Regions from separate parts of the Sus scrofa genome. Here all the other regions are linked to region 3. A link is a contact called in public Hi-C and HiChIP or PLAC-seq data. All regions are on one chromosome and are shown on one strand. Each heading gives the region's core, a stretch centred on a gene start, on an enhancer-like site or on the middle of the called end of the contact. The rest is flanking DNA. Distances are from core to core; before and after follow the strand shown.

Region 1 (4,743 bases), core at 1,237-3,736, 66 kb after region 3:
ACTAATTATATGGCAATGTGGAATATCTTATATCACAGGTAATACTGATTTTGTGTATTAGAGGTAACATTGATTTTCAAATGGTTTTGTTGGAAGTCAAAAAATCAATTCGTTTATAGGACTTTAGCCTTCAGGAGTTATATTTAGTTGAAAATTGAGAGAATAATTGTTATTCTTACCACTATTATGCTGTCGCTGCTCTTTGCCAAGGTTGTTCCTCACATAGACGCTGAGTGGAGTCCAAAGGGGTGGGGCACTGTCTCCTGACATAGGCTTCTTGTATTTGGATATGGGGATTTACAGCCTCTGTGGGAGTCAGCAGGCATCAGGGAAAAAAAAAAACACATACTCAAAACACATTTCCATTTCCCCCTTCCCATTAAAACTACTACACACAACCAGGGCATAAAAACAGACACCAGGAGCCAAGGGTGCATGTTTATTACCTTCTTGCAGGACACACTGCGGAGTCTAGCAAGACCCCCTGGTGAAAGAACCACCTCACCACAGGGTGCTAAACTCCTCTCCAGACACAAAAGGGCATTAAATACCCTGTTTTCGGAGTTTCCATCGTGGCACAGCAGAAATGAATCCAACTAGGAACCATGAGGTTGTGGGTTCGATCCCTGGCCTCGCTCACTGGGTTAGAGATTCAGTGTTGCTGTGAGCTGTGGTGTAGGTCGCAGCTGTGGTGTAGGTTGCAGACGTGGCTTGGATCCTGTGTTGCTGTGACTGTGGTATAGGCTGGCAGCTATAGCTCCAATTAGACCCCCAGCCTGGGGACCTCCACATGCTACGGGTGTGGCCCTAAAAAGCAAAAAAACAAAAACAAACAGAAAAAGCCCCTTGTTTTCAAAAGGATGTGTTTCCCTCATTTCTGAAAATGTTTCCCAGCTGGAGGTGGGCTGTAAGGCTCTTTCTGGAATTTTTGGCTCTAGGCACTTAAAAGGCACCCTGGGTGTCTGTCCTGACCCCTTTCAACCTGAGCTTTCACTTTGGGTGACTGCCTCATCCTGCTCCTACAGGAACAATCTTGTAGGAGTTCATTATTGAGAAATGTCAAGCAGAAACCATTGTTCAGCTAGAAAGTGATATTTTCCTAAGAGCGTGATACAAAGTAAGTACCACGCATTCTGTCATTCATTCAGGCACCATCAGTTAAGCAGTGCTATTCACCTGTCCAGGATTGAGGCTGGGGCTGGGGTACATATAGTGAAAAGTAAGACAGCCCTGGGCTCTGTCCTGGTGAAGCACACTTTCTACCAGGGAAGAGAGAGATGGATCAAAATGATCCCACAAATAGATGATGACAACTGTGAGCAGTGTTGAGTGAAAGGCAGGAAGCCAGGCAAGTAGAGATGGGTGGGGCAGGTCCACAGTGAGCTCAGACCTGAAGGACCTCACTCTTCTGTGCCTTTGCATGTGACTGACTTCTGCCTTTGCCCATGCAATCTGCTCTGGAGCACGGACATCTAGTAGAGCAGGGCTTTCATGGGGAGTAACTCATCCACAGAGGCTGGTATAAGATTTTGTTTGGCACTTAGTGGATGATGCCTGACCAGCCTCTTGTATCTTCTGGAACCAGAGCCTGGGCCCTCAACGTAAGAGAAGTGTTCTTACAAAACTTCTCAGCAGCATTTAAATGATTTCAATGGGGCGGGGCGGGGGGGGATTTGACTAGGAAGTACAACTAAGAGTCATTCCACTTAACCATTATTTTAACACCATTCCATCTGGTTCTCTTGCCTGCCTCAGAGGTAGATATTCTTATCATGCCCATTTTTTAGATCAGGAAATAGAAAAGATGAGTGTTTCAGCTATTCATCCCTTCTCTTCTCTTACTGTAATATTTAATACTCTATTGTCCAGACTTCTTTGATTGTATTTTTCCCTCACAAGACGTTCAGCTTTATGAAGGGAGCTATAATCACCAGTATATCCCAAGAACCTAGCAAGTACCAATACACAGAAATTATTTATTGAAAGAATAAACAAATGAATGAATGAATTGTTACAAAGAAAATCTGTGTTCTCTGGGGGAAGAAAAAGACATTGAACAAATTTTCCAGTGGGATGTGACCAAACAAGACTACTTTGTCCCAGATGGGTTGGATTTCAAGGAAACAATAAATGTAAGGGCCAACTCAATATTTCACATGCCTGAACTGAAAAATCTGTAAAAGACATGTGAAAACACACAACACTTATCTTAAGCCTCTCCCACAAAATTACTACCTCCACCTCTGACTGTTGTCAGCCTGGCTGCCAAGAGACACAATGAAAATGCCCTCCCCCACTTCAATTTCCTGCTCTGCTTCATGTCAAGATAATCTCTGAGTATGGCTGTTTTACATGTTATGGCTGAAATCGGAAGTCCTGAATGGCAGTTTTAGAAACATGACTTCATCAGGACAGAGGTCAAGCCAGTGCAGTATTAGCCACACTGTACCCTGTGCCCCTCCCCACCTTCCTTCTCCTTCCTCTTTTGATAGAAAAACAATGCCATCTGCCTGTTGATATCCAGTCACCATGTATAATCTGATGCCCTGCTTACCACTAGGGCCCTTCCCTTGCTTTCCCACTGGCAGGGGGAAAACACTCAGACCAGAAGAATTAGCAAATAGGAAGATTTCAGGGGTCATCTGGTTTTATGAGTTAGGCTAGAGGATGGGTGTCTCTGAGTTTCACACTGAATCAGGTATTCATGGTTCTAAGCTTTTGGTCCTGGATCCAAATCAGAGAAACAGTAACTTGAGAGTCAGACTCACAGAATGTCAGCTTTGGCTGGCAGTGCAATTCTACCAGCTGTTATACTACCACCTCTGTTGTCACTATTCTGGGATGTTGAGTTTCCCACCCTAACAACTGTTCAAAGAATTTCACTTGAGTGAATTGTATGAAACCATGTTGTGGTGACGAAGGCACAGAGGATTTGGAGACAGGTCTGGATATGATGGTGCATTAAACAGAGTGAGGTGGGTGCTCCAGGCCTCACTCAGACCTCCCATATATTGTTTTTATTTGAATGGGAAAGTTATCGAGACAAAGCTAACACAGTAGAGATCCATAAACATTTTTTAAGTCCTTAGCAATCCTCTTTTAAATGATGACTATTTAGTGGTAAAAGATGGGGTCAACATGGAAGAGGTATTGAATTTATTTCTTCAAAGGAAAAAATTGCAAAGCAAAAATATGAGTATTTTAAATTTATCTTCTCCAGATTATCCACTATAAAAAATTAAATTATACTGGAAGCAAGGAAAGTATCTTAAGAGAGTTTATAAATAAAAGTATAATTATAGAGACTGAGCTTCTGAATAGACTAGGAATTAGGAAAGTAGTTGCGAGTCTCACTTCTGTCCCTTAACCACTTGTATAACTTTAGGAAAGTCCCTTCCCTCTTTTAAACCTCATTTTCCTCATGTGCAAAATGATGGGGCTTGGTGGGATAATTTTCAGGGTACCATTTGCAACAGTAAAATTCTCTGGTTCAGTGAAATACTGTGTATATTTAAAGAAGCCAGTATAATCGGCTGTTTTCGGTGGTGTGAGTTTGGCTTCTGAGCTGTCACTTAGAAGGAATTTTCAAACCACAAACCAGTGGTGGCAATCTCAGTGAAACAATCTGTAACTGAATTTAATTACATTAAAAAAATCCAATCCTTCTGGAAAATGTCTGAGAATGTTGAACTGCATTGACTATTTCAACATGACTATCTCAGTAGTAGTGATATTAAATGTTATTAATATTATAATTATCTTAAAAAGAGAGATAACTCTAGTAGGATTACTGTGCCACAAAGAAAATACAAAATTATTATACAACCCCTATTATTAGCCATTGTGGGATTCTGTTATTTTTTGAGGCCATTGTAAAATGTGTGTCATCAGGAAAAGAATGTCTGATTCAAACCCTGCTAGAAGAACTAAGGCAACGGGAATGTTGGAAGCTCTGTTTCTAAGCATTCAGAAAGTAAGGCGCTTCTATAATTTTATACAAAAGGTTATTTCTCAGGTAAGCCCCCTGGTGTGCCTCAGAATCACCTGGTCTGTGCTCACTTGCTCCCATTCACACAGACTCACTCTCCACTGAGCCAAAGACCAGGTGTCTGAAACTACTAGACCAAATGCCACTGGAACTGCAGGAGATGCCCTGTGGCTTGGTGTAATCTGCTGCTGGCCCCCACACCCTGCTCTCTGCCCTGTGGTGCTTCTGCCGGGGATGTTGTGGATATAAGCTAAAGAACAAGAGGTTTTTTTAGAACAATCTGAGCAAGAAACCAAAGAGAATAAAAGATTTTTCCTTTAAACTAGTTTATAGGATTCAAGGACATGGACTAAAAAGAAATATTGTGAATAATGATACTGGGTGTCCCTGAGACCTGGCAGCCCTCGTTTAAAGAGGAACCAGAATAGGGAGATAAGACTAGACATGTAGAAGTCAGTTTTCCCAAGTGCTCCTACTAGTCTTCTCAGGATGTTGTTAACCCTCACCTCCTGACTCAGCATCCTTAAAAACAGCCTTCTAGATTTCTTTGGCCCTAAAGTTAAAACTATCTTTTGACAACCTTTGAAAATATGCTGTGTCCTAAATTAAGATCCAAAGCCTGAGACCAGTACTCCTTAACGCACTCCAGGACATCACGGCTTTATACCCTGGATAACTTTGAATACTTTAGCTTTCTATTTATTGAGAAGGAAAGTGTAAACTAAACATAGTGAAATAATGAGACAAAATGGTAG
Region 2 (4,329 bases), core at 186-2,685, 120 kb after region 3:
GACATGATTTATTTGGCCATCAAGATTTTTTAAGAATTTAAAAAGTGTTTATACAATTTTTAAGGGTTACATTCCACATACAGTTACTACAAAATATTGGCTATATTCCTTGTGCTGTGCAATACATCCTTGAGCTCATCCTACACCCAGCACTTTGTACCTCCCACCACCACCACTATATTGCCACCCAGCTGGTAACCACTATTCGTTCTCTGTAAGTCTGCTTCTCTTTTGTTATATTCCCCAGGTTTGTTTTTGTTTTTGTTTTTTCAGGGCTGCACCCACGTCATATGGAGGTTCCCAGGCTACAGGTTGAATTGGAGCGCTAGCCACCGGCCTACACCACAGCCACAGCCATGTGGGATCCGAGCCATGTCTGCGACCTACACCACATCTCACAACAATGCTGGATCCCTGACCCATTGAGCAAGGCCAGGGATATTCAATCTGCATCCTTATGGATCCTAGTCAGGTTCGTTACCACTGAGCCACAATGCGAACTCCTCCTTAGTTTGTTATATAAGATTTTTTTTCAAGTTGAATCAGTTGCAAACATTTTAAAAGACAGGAGACTTCACATAAAAATCTGGACTTCCATTTTTTTTTCTAGAATAATCAGGATATCAATAACATCAGGCCCCACATTCGTGCCTGGCAACAGTTGGCTGGGGGTGGGGAGTGGCTGTCTCCTCTCCATGGGCATTTTCTCTCCACTTGGACATACCCTCCACTCAATACACACTCCTCATTTACTTACTTGAATGGGCCAGCTCCTCAGCTGATGACACTGAGACAGAGCAAGTTCAAAAGGGGGGAAAAGACATTAAAGGGTGGCATACGTGTCTGTGTGCACATATGCAGCTGGCAGGAAAATGCAGCCCAGCACCTTCATCTTTGTTTTGTTTGGTCAAGAAGCAAAGCCTCCTCCTTGGCCTTCTGCTCACAGCCTCCCAAGATGCTGCTCAGGGTCAAGCCATGAGGCTAAGTGGGAAGCATAGCCCATAAACAACTCAGGGTGTGACTATATCAAAAAAAAATCTTAGGGCCAGCTGAGCAAGGCTGTTTATTTTAGATGTTTGCTTTCCGACTGAAATGCCTCAGTCAGTGCACTAAATAGACTGTCTCCTATCAATTTGTTGCCAGCATCTCTTATCATAAAGCTTCCGTTGTTAGATGCCAGGCAAAAAGAGTCAAGCAGAACTCAGCAGTCCTAGAGCCTGAATTTGATCTGTGCATCTCGTGATGGGAAAATTCTACCTCTTTCATTTTTCTTTCTGGCATAAAAGAGGTGTAGGGGTCAAAATACTTTTTCAGAGGCAAATGGATGCTTGTCAGTGTTTAGTGTTTCCAAATATAGATCTCCCCTCAGCTTCTGCTTTCTCCTTGCAGGGATCCACACTCAGAATGATGCTTCACTGGGGGGCGCTGTGCCCTCGAGGTCTGCTCTGTGTTGGGAGGTCCTAGGGTAGGAGCATGTCTATGAAATCTGCTAATAATCAGTCCACCGTGAGTGCTGTCAGAAGCGCGATACATTCTCCTTTGTGACGATAGCAACGGTGAACTCTGCTCCCTCTGCCCTTCTATCCAGTGCTTTCGATTGAGCTTGGAATCAATTCTGTTTCCATCCCTGGCCAGCTGTCCTTATGTGGTCTGACCCGTGTTTATCTTCTAGCCTATTCTTCCCTCCCCACCCCCAACTCCACCAGGCTCCAGCCACACCGTCCAGTTCCTAAATAGAAAGCCTCTAATTCTTCAACAACCACAGCTTGTCCTTGCCCGGGGCTGCTGCACGTGCTCCTCTGCCTGGACCACCATCCCCCCAGCTCTTGACTTGGCTGGCTGCTTCCTTCATTCCGGCTTCCAGTCACATACAGCCCCCACAGAAGCCTCTTCTGACCACCATCCCTTTCCCCTTATGCCCAACTGCTATGACATTATGCTCTATTATCTAAAGTTATTTTCATTTACTTGCTCATTTCTTTTTTTTTTTCTTTTTTTTCTTTTTTTTTTTTTTTTTTTTTTTTTGTCTTTCTGCCTTTTCTAGGGCTGCACCCGTGGCATATGGAGGTTCCCAGGCTAAGGGTGGAATCAGAGCTGTAGCTGCCGGCCTATGACAGAGCCACAGCAACGTGGGATCCGAGCCGCGTCTTCAAGCTACACCACAGCTCACAGCAACGTCGGATCCTTAACCCACTGAGCAAGGCCTGGGATCAAACCTGCAACCTCATGGTTCCTAGTCTGATTCATTAACCACTGAGCCACTACTGGAACTCCTACTTGCTCATTTCTTGTTACTGTCTTGTCTACTTGAATATAAGCTCCACAAAAGCAAGGCCCTTGTCTTTTGTTTGCCAGAGAATCCTCCATTCCTGGAACAAGTGTTTAATCCACTAATATCACCCAGGAAAAAAGAATTAGAGCAATTGTGGAGCTGTAGGCAATAGGGCAAATGTTTAAAAAAAAAAAATCAAGTCTATGTACGCTATGGGTCTGCTTTAAGAATGGCCTTTGAAAGTTTGTTATATTTGGATGCCAATATTAAATTAAAAAATGGGAGAGGAAGGCTGAGATTTGATGGTGTAATTTATTTTCTTAATTATTAAGAGTTTGTATCAGGGCTTTGACTGGTGACACAAAAGGTAAGGCTGCCACCTAGTGTTTAGATGTGTGGCTTTTTTTTTTTTTTAATACCTTAAAAAAAAAAAAAAAAAAAAATCGAATGAGTCCATAGGAAGCCAAACTTCACAACTTGCTGTAACACAGACCAGAATTTACCAAGGGAACATAATTCCCCACAAACTGTCTCTTAAGGGGCCCTAAATGGATTTGTTCCAGTCTCACGGGCTTCTGCCAAAAGTTAAGATACTGTCTTTGTTAGCTACAAAAAAAATTCCAAGCAGCCAAGAGAGCTGTCAAGCTCAGTTTCACAAGGTAGCATATTCTCCAGACTGTTTTCCTAAATTCCACCTGCCTCTCCTGTCAAGGTGTGCTGCTTATAAAGTAAGTGAAGTCAGCATTAAAGAAAATAGCACCCCACTATCTCAGTTGCTGTTTGTCTTGGTGACACACAGAAGGTTCAGGAACTCATGCACCTAACACCTAAGAGGTTGCAACCAAGCACAAGACTTACCTGTGCTGAAAAATCTTGGTAGTCTTAGGCTGGGTATCTTCCATTCCCTTGCCATGTCAAAAACTGGCAAGACAAAGGGAATCTGGAAAAGTGGCCAGAAGAGGGTGGCAACAGGGCAGCCCTTCTAATAAAGAGCCTCGGTTATAGGCTCCTAAAATATCATTCTGGGAAACTAGGTTATTAGAAATGATGGGAAATGGGGGGTGAGATGAGCTGGTGGATGGGAATAACCATGGCAACCAAACTGTCCATTTTCTTATTATTTCACTTTCCTTGAGACTAAAAATAGATCAAGTGTAGGTCACTGCAAACAAGCCCAGGAAAGGTTTATGTCTCCTGCTGCAGCTTTTTCTAGCTTTTGTGTGTATGTGTGTGTGCGTGTGTGTGTGCGTGTGTGTATGTGTGTGTGCATGTGAAGAAACACTCTCCTAACACCAAAAATCCATCTTATACCTTTTTTTCCCTAACCATATAGTGTGCTCTATATATTTTATCTTTTTTTTTTCTTCTTTTTTGGCTACTCGAGGCACATGGAGTTCCTGGGCCAGGGGTCAGATCTGAGCCGTAGTCTCGTTCTAAGCCAAAGCTGCAGCAACGCTGGATCCTTTTCCACTGTGCCGGGCCAGAGATCAAACCTATGTCCCAGCCCTCTAGAGAGGCCACCAATTCTGCTGCACCGCAGTGGGAGTTCCTACTCTATATATTATCTTAATGCACACAGTGTTCTATTTTTGCTTTAAGATGTATTTCCTAAGAGCAAATAAGAAGTAATTATGGAATTACAAATCCAGAATTAGAATGCTTTGTGGAAACCACCTACTCAATGAAAGAATCCTTTTTTCCCCATCATCTTAAGAGATCTAGGCTCTATTTAAATCTCTGAAGTGACAGAAAGCTCACTACTCCATGGTATAGTAATTCCACTATTAAACTAACCATTGGAAAGTTCCTTCTATTTCCATTTATTCATGCAACTAATTTTATGTATCATCTACCACTGTGCTGGGCACTTCAGATCTAATGGTGAACGAGATGAACTCAGTCCCTGGATGTACAAAAGTTACGATGTGCTTCCCCATATCTCTGTGGTGGGTATGTGTAACTAGAGACAGCCTAGAACGAGAGTCCTGTAACGTTTACAGAAAAGCTTTAAATTTTCCCTTACCAGCACAACTTGTGGAATCAGTGAAGATTCCTCA
Region 3 (4,553 bases), core at 637-3,136:
GAGACAAAGAGGGGTGGTTTCATAAATAAAGGGAGAAACGGAAAGAGAGAGAAAAAACAAGATTCCAAAAGAGAGTAAGAAAGATTGTTTGTGGTCAGAGATGTCTTGACACAATGCCTCAGATTATTTTGCCAAAGACAGTGAGCCATTGATTGGGGCTCAGCAGTCCTCCTATCCTTTCAACTAAAAGCACAGAACTGAGAGACAATCAGCTCTAAAAACACACACTCCTTGGCTGTAGAAAAGTGGAGGGCAACAACAAACAAATGAATGAAATTAGCCCATAATGCAATCAAACATTAATGTATCTCCTCTTCTTTTATTTATTTATTTATTTTTGTCTTTTTGTCTTTTCTGCACCCTCAGCATATGGAGGTTCCCAGGCTAGGGGTCTAATCGGAGCTGTAGCCGCTGGCCTACACCACAGCTCACCGCTCACGGCAACGCCGGATCCTTAACCCACTGAGCAAGGCCAGGGATCCAACCCACAACCTCATGGTTCCTAGTCAGATTCATTAATCACTGAGGCACAACAGGAACTCTGTATCGCCTCTTCTTTTAAAATGAACAATTCTAACTCCAAATTTAATAAATTCATTAAGAGGTAAAAAGGCTACAACAAAGAAAAAACAGACCGTGTGTCATTAGTAAAATCTGCCAGGCCAATTATAACCCACGTGTTACAAAGATTTTCAGTATACAATTCCAATAGGGCAAGGATCGTCCATGCTTTAATAACTTTGGAGGGCATCTAGCATAATTTCAACAAAATTATATCACTCATTATTATTAATGCTAAAAAAGTCCACCCACTTGCAATCTCGGTGGACAAGATATCATTTATATTTATAATCTTATTTTTTTTCGTGGGGGGGGCAGTTTCTCAACCCGTTATTCAACTACAGGAAAAGGTGGGAGAATCACCCATGGTAACTTCCTCGACTACCACTTCCATCCTGCAGTTTGCACTTACAAACTCTGGCAAGGTACCATGTTATTTAGGGCAGTTTCTTATACCATTAATTCTAATTACTCTTGCCTCAGTAATAAAGGAAAGAGAAATACGACTGGGGCTGCCTAAATTTTATTTAAAAACATCAGATTAAGTAGTACCAACAACTGAGAATCCAAGAAATTTGGGAAGTTTTGAGATTAAAAAGCTTTTTCTCCATTTTATTCCTTTCTAAAATAAAACAAAGGGGTTAGACAATTCGGGATTCTAAAGCTTCAGTAGCCAATTTAAACGCTGAATAAAAGAATCACTTACACCACTTACCCTTTCTTGTGCTATTCTATTTCTTAACATTGGTAGAGCCGCCTTTTTAAAAAACCATCACTTCCCAATTCTTTCCCTTGACCTAGTAACTTACGCCCCCGCTTCAAAATAGTTTAGGGACTAAAGATTTGCTACAGTCAGAAAAAAAACATTAATTTAGATGAAAGATGATTTGCCATCACAGGCACCATCCTCCCCTGTGCAGGAGTTCGATGGGCCGAGTTAAACTGTCCCAAACGAGCCCAGTCTGAGGACTGGATTCCTCCACCAAGGTGAACAAAATCCACTGGCCTCTGGGTAACAAGCTTTTTCTTTGTAACTCTATATGCTAGGCTATCGGGTAAGCTTCCCAGACAGCTAAAAACTTTTAAAGGAAGCCAGAGGGTCGAAACCAGGAAGATGGGGAGGCGACTAAAATAGGAGGGGCGGACGACCCACCCACCCACCCTCCGCGAAGGAGAGAGACCGCTTGCAGAGGTGAAGCTTCACCAGGATCCTGGAAAGGTGCGGAGGGCGACAGGCGTCGCGACCCCCACCCGCTGTGTGAGAATGGAGGACTTGCAAAGCCAGGGGCCAACTGGAGGCCTGAGAGGGGGCGCGGGGCGGGGAGGGGGTGGGACGTGGAGACAAGGGAGCGGCGGAGTCTGGCGGGGCACCATTAGGGTCTCGAGCAACGGCGGGGGAAAGCCGAGGAAGCTTTGCCGAGGGAGGAGACGCCGAAGCCTGCAGCTTCACTCACCTGCCAGACGCTCGCCCCGCGGACAGATGCACGGACGCCTCCGGGGTGCTTCCTCTCCTGCCGGACACAGCTCCAGCCGCTGCCGGAGCTCCAGGACGCGAGAGGAGAGGGTGGTACCGAAGCAGGCAAAGCGGCGACCGGACCCAAGCCGAGGGAAGCGTACATAGGGGGAGCTAAGGGCTCGGGAAGGCAACTCTGTGCTTCACCTTCTCACCGGTAGCCTGCAGCGCTTCCCGGGAACAGCATCCCGCCAACCGCGGCCCGCTGCTCCGGGGCCTTCGCCCGCAGCTCCCCCCAGCAGCGGCCGGGTTTCCGGCAGCCACACCCCGCCCCCTCGCTACTTGGCCTCCGCCATCTTGTCGGAGGCGGGAAGAGTGCAGTGCGCAGGCGTGCGCTGAGGTTGCCGGCGTCCCGCAGCCTCGCGGAGAGGGGGCTGTGATGCGCAGCCGCGTTGGCCGCTGCGCTCCCCTCCGCGAGGATCTGCCTTGCGGTCTTCCCCAGTGTGCGGTGCTGTGTGGGAGCTCGACTCTCAAGAGTTATTAGACCTACTCGCCTGTCCTGAACTGTACTGAAACCAAATTAATAGACCCCTGCTGCGCACCCCATAGTCACTCATTGTGTAAAACCTATCTAGTGTCCACTGTGTGCCAAGTCCCAGGCTAGGCGCTGGTGATAGATTCCTAAGACTGGATAATTCATAATTCAGCGTTAAAGATGCTCATAACCTAGTGAAACAGACAGAGATGAGCGGGTAATTACCAAAATTCTTCTTTTGTAACTGCACACCACCTGCTTTTTTTTGCCCCCACAATTTTAATTCAAAATATAACCTCTTCCAGGAAGTCTTCCCTCTCACACAATTTGATCAGTTCTTTACCTTGCATTATCTACTCTAGCTTTATTTCATTAAAAGTTAATTCAACAAATAATATTATTTGAGTTCCTATTATATACTACATATGGTTCTAGGTTCATAGCAGTGAGAAATATAAACTCGTAGGACTTAACGTTCTAGGGGAGAGAATAGACAAAGACTAAAAGAAAAAACTACATAATGTTTGATAGTGATAAGGGATAGGAAGAGAGCAAATTACCAAAAGATGATGGAGAGTTGGTGATTAGCATTCTCTCTCCAGAGATGACATGTGATCTGAGGCCTGACTGTAGGGGCCAGAGGTGATTTGGGGGCAGAGCCTTTCAGACAGAGTCAACCGCAAAAGCAGAGGCCTGAGGTGGGAATGTGACAGGGACCTAACAGGTGGTATGGACCCCCCGGGGAGGAGATAAGGTCGGGAGGGGGCAGGGGCCAAATAAGGCAGGGTGTGGAGGCCATGGTAAGAGTTGGAGTTTATTCCAAGTGGCCCCTTGAGCTTGCTGACACCACCTGAACTGCTCCTCAAACACTTCTAGCTCCTGACTGCCTCACTGTATACATGCTTGTTCTTTACATGCCTACCTTGTCATCTTTCAGGTTTCAGTTTACTTTTTTTTTTTCTTTTCTTTTTTAGGGCGGCACCCAAGGTATATGCAAGTTGCCAGGATAGGGGTCGAATTGGAGCTGTAGCTGCTGGTCTACACCACAGCCACAGCAACGCCGAATCCAAGCTGTGTTTGAAGCCTACATCACAGCTTATGGCAACACCGGATCCTTATCCCACTGAGCGAGGCCAGGGCTCGAACTCACTTCCTCATGGATGCTAGTCAGATTCGTTTCCACTGAGCTAGGACTGATGGGAACTTCCTCAGTTTCAGTGTAAATGTCACCTCAGAAAGGCCATCCTTCCTAAACTGTCTCCCTCTGGCCTTCCCATATGTCTGTCTCATTGCTTCAGATCATTTCTTCCAGGGCCCTCAAGCTATTTTAAAATTATATGTTCATTGTTACTTCACCGTCTCCCAACTAAACTGAACTGCATGAGGATGGGAAGATGTTTCCTGTACCAGTGAATACCCCATGCTGGGCACCTTGCCTGGCATTGGTGGTCACTCTGTGTTCGTTGTACTAATGAATGTGGAAGTTTGTCAGCACCGAAGTAGTCTGTACTATATTCCATTGTTTTGCACTTGTTCGTTTTTAAAATTTAAATGCAGGCATTTCCTGTTTGTTTCCTAGGCCAGATTATAAATAGGAATTTTAGAAAGAGAGGAAGAGAATGAAATGGAGAGGCATAGGTTATGATGGGGTAGTGGGCAGAAATTGTATTCTGCATATTTTTGCAGGACTGGGAGGAGGAAGGCTTCATTTTAATGGCATACCCACCATATGTGCTCTGTGCTCTGCTAGATATTTAATCCTCACTGCAGCCCTGCTAGGTAGTGATCCTAATTTTTATGCGTAGAAAAATTTAGAGAGATTAAATCACTTGTCCAGGTCATACATTAAGAGAGAGGGCTGACCCTAAAGCCCATGTCCTTCCCATCAGGAGAAGCTGGACTTGGAGATTAGCTTATTTAGTGATTTGAGTCTGTCATTAGCAAGCTTTCATTAGCAATTTCAGCTACTTCCGTTTAAGAATGCCCATCATATGACTATTCTAG

The links. Hi-C and Micro-C count contacts between places; a contact is called where the count stands out from the background. HiChIP or PLAC-seq counts read pairs in DNA pulled down with a chosen protein or histone mark.
Region 1: a contact with region 3 is called in an H3K27ac HiChIP or PLAC-seq map of alveolar macrophages. The contact joins two enhancer-like sites. A contact is called at or near these places in 3 of 47 Hi-C or Micro-C datasets (embryonic fibroblasts, epiblast stem cells and fibroblasts) and 2 of 2 datasets of contacts at active chromatin or transcription factors (alveolar macrophages and skeletal muscle).
Region 2: a Hi-C map of liver shows a contact between it and region 3, with 2.3 times the contacts expected there. The contact joins two enhancer-like sites. A contact is called at or near these places in 3 of 47 Hi-C or Micro-C datasets (embryonic fibroblasts, fibroblasts and liver) and 2 of 2 datasets of contacts at active chromatin or transcription factors (alveolar macrophages and skeletal muscle).

Annotation. Positions count from the first base shown.
Region 1 is chr2:117,097,620-117,102,362 of Sscrofa11.1, forward strand. It overlaps LOC106509522 (a long non-coding RNA gene), which reads right to left. Exons shown (of 6, transcript XR_002342073.1): 4 at 180-306. The region is part of intron 2 of LOC106509521 (a long non-coding RNA gene); the gene reads left to right. Among named protein-coding and RNA genes, the nearest start is that of APC, 110 kb to the left of the region's middle. Within about 2 kb of position 2,487, at least 25 of the 83 cell types and tissues checked have an H3K27ac peak or open chromatin away from gene starts, as enhancers often do. A contact at or near this core is called in alveolar macrophages and skeletal muscle, where this site is marked.
Region 2 is chr2:117,155,321-117,159,649 of Sscrofa11.1, forward strand. All of the region lies in intron 3 of LOC106509522 (a long non-coding RNA gene), which reads right to left. Among named protein-coding and RNA genes, the nearest start is that of EPB41L4A, 78 kb to the right of the region's middle. Within about 2 kb of position 1,436, at least 10 of the 83 cell types and tissues checked have an H3K27ac peak or open chromatin away from gene starts, as enhancers often do. A contact at or near this core is called in liver, where this site is marked.
Region 3 is chr2:117,032,590-117,037,142 of Sscrofa11.1, forward strand. No RefSeq gene overlaps it. Among named protein-coding and RNA genes, the nearest start is that of APC, 50 kb to the left of the region's middle. Within about 2 kb of position 1,887, at least 78 of the 83 cell types and tissues checked have an H3K27ac peak or open chromatin away from gene starts, as enhancers often do. A contact at or near this core is called in alveolar macrophages, liver and skeletal muscle, where this site is marked.